Regions from separate parts of the Sus scrofa genome. Here region 1 is linked to region 2. Evidence: chromatin contacts called from public HiChIP or PLAC-seq data. All regions are on one chromosome and are shown on one strand. The core of a region is the stretch at or near the end of the contact, and the rest is flanking DNA. Distances in the headings are between cores, read along the strand shown. Region 1 overlaps MAPK6 (mitogen-activated protein kinase 6). Region 2 overlaps FAM214A (protein FAM214A).

Evidence for each region. HiChIP or PLAC-seq counts read pairs in DNA pulled down with a chosen protein or histone mark.
Region 1: a contact with region 2 is called in an H3K27ac HiChIP or PLAC-seq map of skeletal muscle, with 3 times the contacts expected there. The contact joins two enhancer-like sites. A contact is called at or near these places in 1 of 47 Hi-C or Micro-C datasets (skeletal muscle) and 2 of 2 datasets of contacts at active chromatin or transcription factors (alveolar macrophages and skeletal muscle).

Annotation. Positions count from the first base shown.
Region 1 is chr1:119,744,451-119,748,215 of Sscrofa11.1, reverse strand. The region is part of intron 1 of MAPK6 (mitogen-activated protein kinase 6); the gene reads left to right. Among named protein-coding and RNA genes, the nearest start is that of MAPK6, 25 kb to the left of the region's middle. Within about 2 kb of position 2,170, at least 6 of the 83 cell types and tissues checked have an H3K27ac peak or open chromatin away from gene starts, as enhancers often do. A contact at or near this core is called in skeletal muscle, where this site is marked.
Region 2 is chr1:119,034,358-119,038,365 of Sscrofa11.1, reverse strand. All of the region lies in intron 2 of FAM214A (protein FAM214A), which reads right to left. Among named protein-coding and RNA genes, the nearest start is that of FAM214A, 42 kb to the right of the region's middle. Within about 2 kb of position 1,560, at least 1 of the 83 cell types and tissues checked has an H3K27ac peak or open chromatin away from gene starts, as enhancers often do. A contact at or near this core is called in skeletal muscle, where this site is marked.

The DNA.
Region 1 (3,765 bases), core at 921-3,420, 710 kb before region 2:
GTAAATCTACTTAGTCCTAGACCTTTTGTTTTATTTTGTTTTATTTTTAATTAATTAATTATTTTTTTTGCTTTTTAGGGCTGCACCTGAGGCATATGGAAGTTCCCAGGCTAGGGTTCAACTTGGAGCTACAGCTGCCAGCCTACGCCACAGCCACAGCAGCGCAGGATCCAAGCCACGTCTGCGACATACACAACAGCTCATGGCAACGCCAGATCCTTAACCCACTGAGCAAGGCCTCGTGGTTGTTAGTTGGATTTGTTTGCTCTGCACCGTGACTGGAACTCCAGACCTTTTATTTTAACAGAGCTATAACAAAGGGGAAGAGAGTGATGTTCTAGAAAAGGAAGATTAGAGGATTTGAAGTTAGAGATGAGATTGGGGATGGATGGCAAAAGGCAAGAGTGCTATTTGAAAAGAGAAGAGAAAGAAAACTTAATGGCACAGGGAGGAATCTGCTGCAATATTCTAAGAGTATGTGCTCCATGAGACCAGATATTTTTTTTAAGTTATTTTGACCCCTTCTCTACCTTCATGCCTAAAACAGTGCTTGACATTTGGTAAGCATGCAAAGTTTTGTTGAATAAAAAGGTAGTGGATGGATAGAAGAATTGAAGCTATGTTAGTGACAGCTGTTAACAACATCTAGATTTTCTCTGCTTCTGGGCCATGTTGGGATTGCATTTCCCTGATGCCTTGAAGTAAGTATGGCCATGTGATCTGCTTTGGTCAGTAAAATGTGAGTAGAAGTGAGTGTATCATTTTTGGATGAAGGTTCAGGCACCAGTGAGATGTTCCCACTCTGGCTGGAACATTGAGTGGCAATGATAGAGATGCTAAGTACTTCAAGAGTTTGGATAATAGCTATGATGAACTTGCTGCATGAGCAAGACTTAGGGGTTTGTTAAGTCTCTGAGATTTGGGGATTGTTGCTGTAACACTGTCTAACCTGACTACTACAGAAATTTATACTCATGTTTGTTTGGTTGGAATCCTCAGATTTCCACAGATACTTGAAGAAAGAGGCTGCCCACGTGTCTCTTGCTTGTATATTTGCACCAGTGTTTCCTTAACACTAGTTAGGAGAGGGGACTTAGAAATAAAGGCTCAGGCAGAAGGAAAATATGAGAGAGATGAATGGTTATTATAATTATTTTAAAATTTCCAGCTGTAAACTTGTTGAAGGGATTGTGTATTTTTAATGATTGATTTATAGCAATTTCAATCACATTTCCACCATTCTGGACATACCACCATAATAAGTGGGAACAAAAATTAGTGAAGTAAGATATTTGTACTGTGCTTTCGTAAATCATAGTTTTAGAATTGAAAGGGTCTTTAGAGATTCTTTGGCTAGTTTATCTGGCCTATGAAGTTTCAATATTCCAATATGGGTACCCTAAGGAAAATAGCAACTAGAAATGAGCATCAAAAGAAATATAATGAGAAGTTCCCATTGTGGCTCGGAGGTTTAAGAACCTGACTTGTATCCTTGAGGATGTGGGTTCAATCCCTGGCCCCGCTCAGTGGGTAAAGGATCTGGTATTGCTGCAAGCTGTGGCTTAGGTCACAGATGTGGCTCTGATCTGGTGTTGCTATTGCTGTGGTATAGCCTGACAGCTGCAGCTCTGATTTGACCCCTAGCCTAGGAACTTCCGTATATAGTAGGTTCAGCCCTTAAAAAAGAAAGAAGGAAGGAAGGAGGGAGGAAAGGAAGGAAGGAAATGACATTTATTTTATAATGGCCTTTTAAATGGTTGAAGTCCCTAATGTTAGAATGTATTTAGGCAGAGGTTCAGGGATAGAAGAGGAGTTTTTTCAAAACAGGATACTTTGTTAAAAACTGTGTAATCATCCATCTTTGGAAGTTTATCTCTGGAGCTCTGTAGTTACTGATAGCAGGCAAAACCAGTTGGGCTTGGATGCTTAAGTGTAAAGGTTTCTTTTCCACTCCAGGTTCCTAAGATGATCATTCACTGACACTAGTTTGCACTTTGAACGAGATCTAAATCCTGAGAGGAGTCCCTCATAACTCTTAGGGTTACCCTACATTTGGAGCAAGGGCTTTGCCGGGAATGCATATGCATGAGCAGCTAAGCTGTAGCTTTGGCCTTCTCTGCCCTCGAAACTTAGTAGTGTTGTTGAGAGCTTGAGAACATGATCTTAGGGAAGGGTAACTTTGCTATAACAACACCATTCTGTGCCAGGGTTAGGAGACAGTCCTAGGTGAATATAAGTAGAGCTCAACCTTTCCCTTCTCTCCAAAAGCAACTGGGTTTTGGCTGAGGAGATATGAGTCTAGCTGAATACCAGTTAACTCAGATTACTTACTGGACCCTGGAAAAGAGCAAAATAGGCAAGGGCTGTTGAAGGGGTGGGGGTAGGATTGTGGGTGAGCGTGACCAGATGACCCATGTCAGCGTTTAACCTGAGAAGTACCAGTCTGGAAGAGAAAACCAGACAAGTAACCTTTATGTTTAAGGTCCTTGCCTCAAACTTTGTGTTTTCTGACCCTGGCCAAGTTGTTCCTGGATAAGAAAGGAAAGATAAGAAAGGAAAGAAAATCCAGTTTTTATAGAATGTGGAGTTGGGGCAGAAGTTATTCTATGTTTTTATTTCTTTCATATGCATTTTATAATTTTATTTCATACACCAGGGCTTGACTCAGAGTACCTGCATTTTTCTTGGTGTGGGGGTAGGCTAAGTGACAAAACAGGAGGCAGATTTAGGGAATAAAAGAGAACTTGAGGTGATAGTGTGACTAATGCAGTTTCAGAGAACTGCCTTTTATTGTTGGAATCTAGTACCCAGCCTGGGCTACATACAGAGCTTTTATTTCTCCATATTTTGGTGGATCTGAAGGAAGACCAAAGAACCAATTTGTTTTTATAGATCATTCTCTGCACTTCATTTTATTTACCAAATTGTTAAAAACAAAACAACATTGACCCAGCTAATTAAAACTTAACTAATCGTCTCTCTCCAAGCAACACAGTAGCATTGAAGTTGGTAAGAATAGGTAATATTTGAAGGAGGAGAAATTGGAAGGGTGGTGGGAAGAGTCTTTTTAAAGTTACTGTCCGGTCTTAGTTTTCCTTATCCTCCCTTGAAGTATGTAGAAAGTGCAGAAGGAATATAGAACTGTGATCTTTCCTGAGTCTAAACCTTGATCTTTGCTTTTGTGAAGTTAACCATGAAAGATGGTGGAAAAAATGTCTAGAGGTTGTTGATGTGGATGGAGGATGCAGTGACCAGTAATCTACTGATCCACTTGAGGTGCATGTGCATGCTTTGATCAATCTAAGAATCTCCCAGATGGATGTGAAAGATGGAAGTGATTGTAGAGATCAGGATTTTGAATATAACTATCTTAAAGGTCAAGATGATAAGGAAGAAGCTATTTCCATGATTGCTAAGGGGGAGCCTGGAAGGCTTTTTATGGCTTTTTATGGCTTCCAGAGACACCCATCCTGACCTCTCTAATTAGATCAAGTCCCCCACTGTCTAGGCTCTCATAGCATCCTGTACTGCTTGTCTCTTCTGCATTCCCCTTTTTCCTGTTGTCAGTTTTTATTATTGTTGTTGTTGTTGTTGTTGTTGTCTTTTTGCCTTTTCTAGGGCCGTTCCCACTGCATATGGAGGTTCCCAGGCTAGGGGTCTAATCAGAGCTATAGCCGCTGGCCTACGCCAGAGCAACAGCAACGCGGGATCTGAGCCACGTCTGTGACCCCACACCACAGCTCACGGCAATCCTTAAACTACTGA
Region 2 (4,008 bases), core at 311-2,810:
TGCCATGGGTATGGCCCTAGAAAGAAAAAAAAAAAAAGTTTTTTGTATGTCAAAATATTGTGAAGTATACCAAACATAATATAGAGCTTTAACCTAAAGTTGTTTTTAAGATCAAAGCCTTAAAAGCAATTTGCCAATATTTAGTGCTAAAGTTACATATTCTCTTACCATTATAAATCTAAGTAGAAAAGACTCACTAGATAATGCAACAAATCTTAATATCTTTTTACCAAAAAATGGCTGATTTGGTTAAAAAATGTAAAAGAATTCTCTAGAGAGCAGGATAAAGTTTTATAAATGGCCTGATTTTACCTATTGTAAACAAATTTAATTCCATTCAAGAATACATAAGTTTAGGAGTTCCCGTCATGGCTCAGCGGTTAACGAATCTGACTAGGAACCATGAGGTTGTGGGTTCGATCCCTGCCCTTGCTCAGTGGGTTAAGGATCCCGCATTGCTGTGAGCTATGGTGTAGGTTGCCAACGCGGCTCGGATCCCGCGTTGCTATGGCTCTGGCATAGGCCGGTGGCTGCAGTTCCGATTCGACCCCTAGCCTGATAACCTCCATGTGCCACCGGTGCAGCCCTAGAAAAGGCAAAAAAGAAAAAAAAAAAAAAAAGAATATATAAGTTTAGGGAGTTCCCATTGTGGTACAGCGGAAATGAATTCGACCAGTATGCATGAGGACTTGGATTCCATCCCTGGCCTTGATCAGTGGGTCAGGAACCTGGCATTGCCGTGAGCTGTGGTGTAGGTCAAAGACGTGGCTTGGATCCCATGTTGCTTTGGCTGTGGCTTAAGGTGGCAGCTGTAGCTCCAATTGGACCCCTAGCCTGAAAATTCCCATATGTCACAAGCACAGCCCTAAAAAGCAGAAAAAAAAAAAAGAATATGTAAGTTTAAAAGTGGGAAAATAAAAAATAAAAAATTCATATTAATTTAAAATGTTAATTTTTTTTTTTTTTGCCTTTTTGCCTTTTTGCTATTTCTTGGGCCGCCCCTGCAGCATATGGAGGTTCCCAGGCTAGGGGTCGAATCGGAGCCATAGCCACCAGCCTACGCCAGAGCCACAGCAACGCGGGATCCGAGCCGCATCTGCAACCTACACCACAGCTCACGGCAACGCCGGATCGCAAAATGTTAATTTCTAATTATAAACTGCTTATACTCTCAAAAAGGTTAAGTTTTAAAGTCCAAATAATGGTCATACTTTGAATAAATATCATTATTTGTATATACAAAGAAATAAACAAAAAATAATTACAAATAATAAGTTATGACTAGATACCCTGGCTAGCCTACCAAAGTTTTCTTGACCTATAATAATTAGGCCCTTACTTGTAGCATCATGGAACAAGTCTACATTCAGGGTCACAGAAGTAGAAGGGCCATGCTCCAAGCACTGAATCAATCCTAGGTAATATTCTGAAATTAAGAAAAAAGCAATTTGGGGCACCATTTGACCATTCTAATAATTTCTATCAGCCTCCTTCTAGTGTTCACTCCCACCCCAACCTCTTTGCCCTAACACTGTTCTAAATGCTCCTAATGGTGTATGATCACCCAGAAATAGGTAGTGTGCTCCAATTACCTACTTTCCATCTCCCTTGCATGCACATTACAGGTGTGTACTTCAGTGCTGGTTTTCAATTCCTCTAATTGTATACTCCAGAATACAAAGATCAAAGCAACAAACAATAACGGTCTATTGATCCTATGCCTTTTATAACTAGCTTTCACTATACAGCACCCAAACACACATTTCCTATGCGCAGCTGATCTAAGTTGCATATCCTTGCAAGTAAAACACTTCACAATCCCTATCCTGTGCCAGGCACATACTAGGTACTAAGCCACAAATTCTCAGTTCATCTCTCCCACAATCCTTAAAGTTGATGGTATTAAAATAAAAAGAATTGAAGTTCTGACTGGTTATGTAATTTGCTCAAGGTCATTTTGCTGACAAGTGCTAAAGTTAGAATTATGATCTAGGTTTGACCTTAAAGCCTTAGGGTCTTAAATCTTCCTTTATGGCATATTGCTGAAAAGGATCTAGTTGAGCTAATTTTATAACAAAATATGACCATCATTTCAATACTCCTCAAAAATTTGTAATTAAATATGCATTTATTAATCTAAGTGGTATCTCTAGTGAGTGTACTTTCAGTCAGGATAACAAGGAGAAACTTTCAAAACAGCAAAAACCAGGCACGGTGTGAACAGATATTTTTAGACAGTGACCCCACCTAAGATATGCTTGAGAGCACCTGGCCTTTCCTCACCTATACAGATGATCCTGTCCATTGGGAAAACCAGTCAACATATACAGGATTTCATACCTCATATAAAGTTTTTGGCACATTGTCTTACCTGAAACTCAGAAGCAACACTTTGAGCCCAGGACATTTTACAGATGAGAAAACAGGTTTGGAAGACCCAAGTCATAGAACCTATAAGTAACAGAATGGACCCCAAATCTAAACCCTAAATCCTTTGAGTGTTTATCTTACTTATACTCATAAATCTGAAGTTCACCAATCAATTTAATCTCTCTCTTTTTCAAAGAAAAAGCAACAGGAACAAATTCAGCATGGTGGATGGAGAGCAAAGCGCTACCAGCAAATGTTTGTGAGTGGATCATTTATTAAGTAGATGTATATAAACTGGTGGCCATTTATACAAGCTTTTGCCTACTCCTTGGTTATTTTACAGTATTTTATTTCAATTCAGTGAGATTTAATAAATTTAAAAACATAACTCTCAAATCCAACATCCATTTATGATAAAATACTACCAAAGTGGGTATAGAGGGAACATATCTCAACATAATCAAAGCCATTTATGACAACCCACAGCCAATATAATATTCAATGGAGAAAAGCTGAAAGCCTTCCCACTAAAACCTAGAACAAAAAAAGGATGCCCATTCTTATCACTTTTATTCAACATGGTATTGGAAGTCCTAGCCACAGAAGTCAGACCAAAAAAAAAAGAAAGAAAGAAAAAAGAAATCAAAGGTTTCCAAATTGGAAGAGGTAAAATTGTTACCATATAGAAGATGACATGTTACCGTATATAGAAACCCTAAGGACTTCACACATAACTATTCAAACTGATCAATGAATTCAGCAAAGTAGCAGGATACAAGATTAACATGCAGAAATTGGTTTCATTTCTAACAATGAAATATTACAAAAGGCATATTAAAAAAATACCTTTTAAAATCACATCAAAAAAATTAAACACCTAGGAATAAACGTGACCAAACTGATGAAAGATCTATATACTGAGAACTATGAAACATTAATCAAGGAAATTAAAGAGGATTCAAAGAAATGGAAAGATATCCCATGCTCGTGGAAGAATTAATATTGTTAAAATGGCCATACTACACAAAGCAAATCTATAGATTTAATGTGATCTCTATTAAATTACCCATGACATTTTTCACAGAACTAGAACAAATAATCCAAAAATTTATATGGAACCATAAAAGACCCAGAATTACCAAAGCAATCTTGAGGAAAAAAAACCAAAGCAGGATGCATAACTCTCCCAGACTTCAGTGAATACTACAAAGCTACAATAATCAAAACAGTGTGGTATTGCTACAAAAACAAACACATGAATCTATGGAACAGAATAGAGAACCCAGAAATAAATCCAGACACCTACGGTCAATTAATCTTTAACAAAGGAAGCAAGAATATAAAATGGGAAAAAGTCTCTTCAGCAACTGGTTCTGGGAAAACTAGAATGGCACACATAAATCAATGAAACTAGAACACACCCTTATACACCATGCACAAAAATAAACTTAAAATGGCTTAAAGATAAGACACGGCTTAAACATAAGACATGATACCATAAAACTCCTAGAAGAGAACATAGGCAAAACATTATTTGACATAAACCATACAAATGTTTTCTTAGGATAGTCTCCAAAGGTAACAGAAATAAAAACAAAAATAAACAAATGGGACCTAAGCAAATTTACAAGCTTTTAC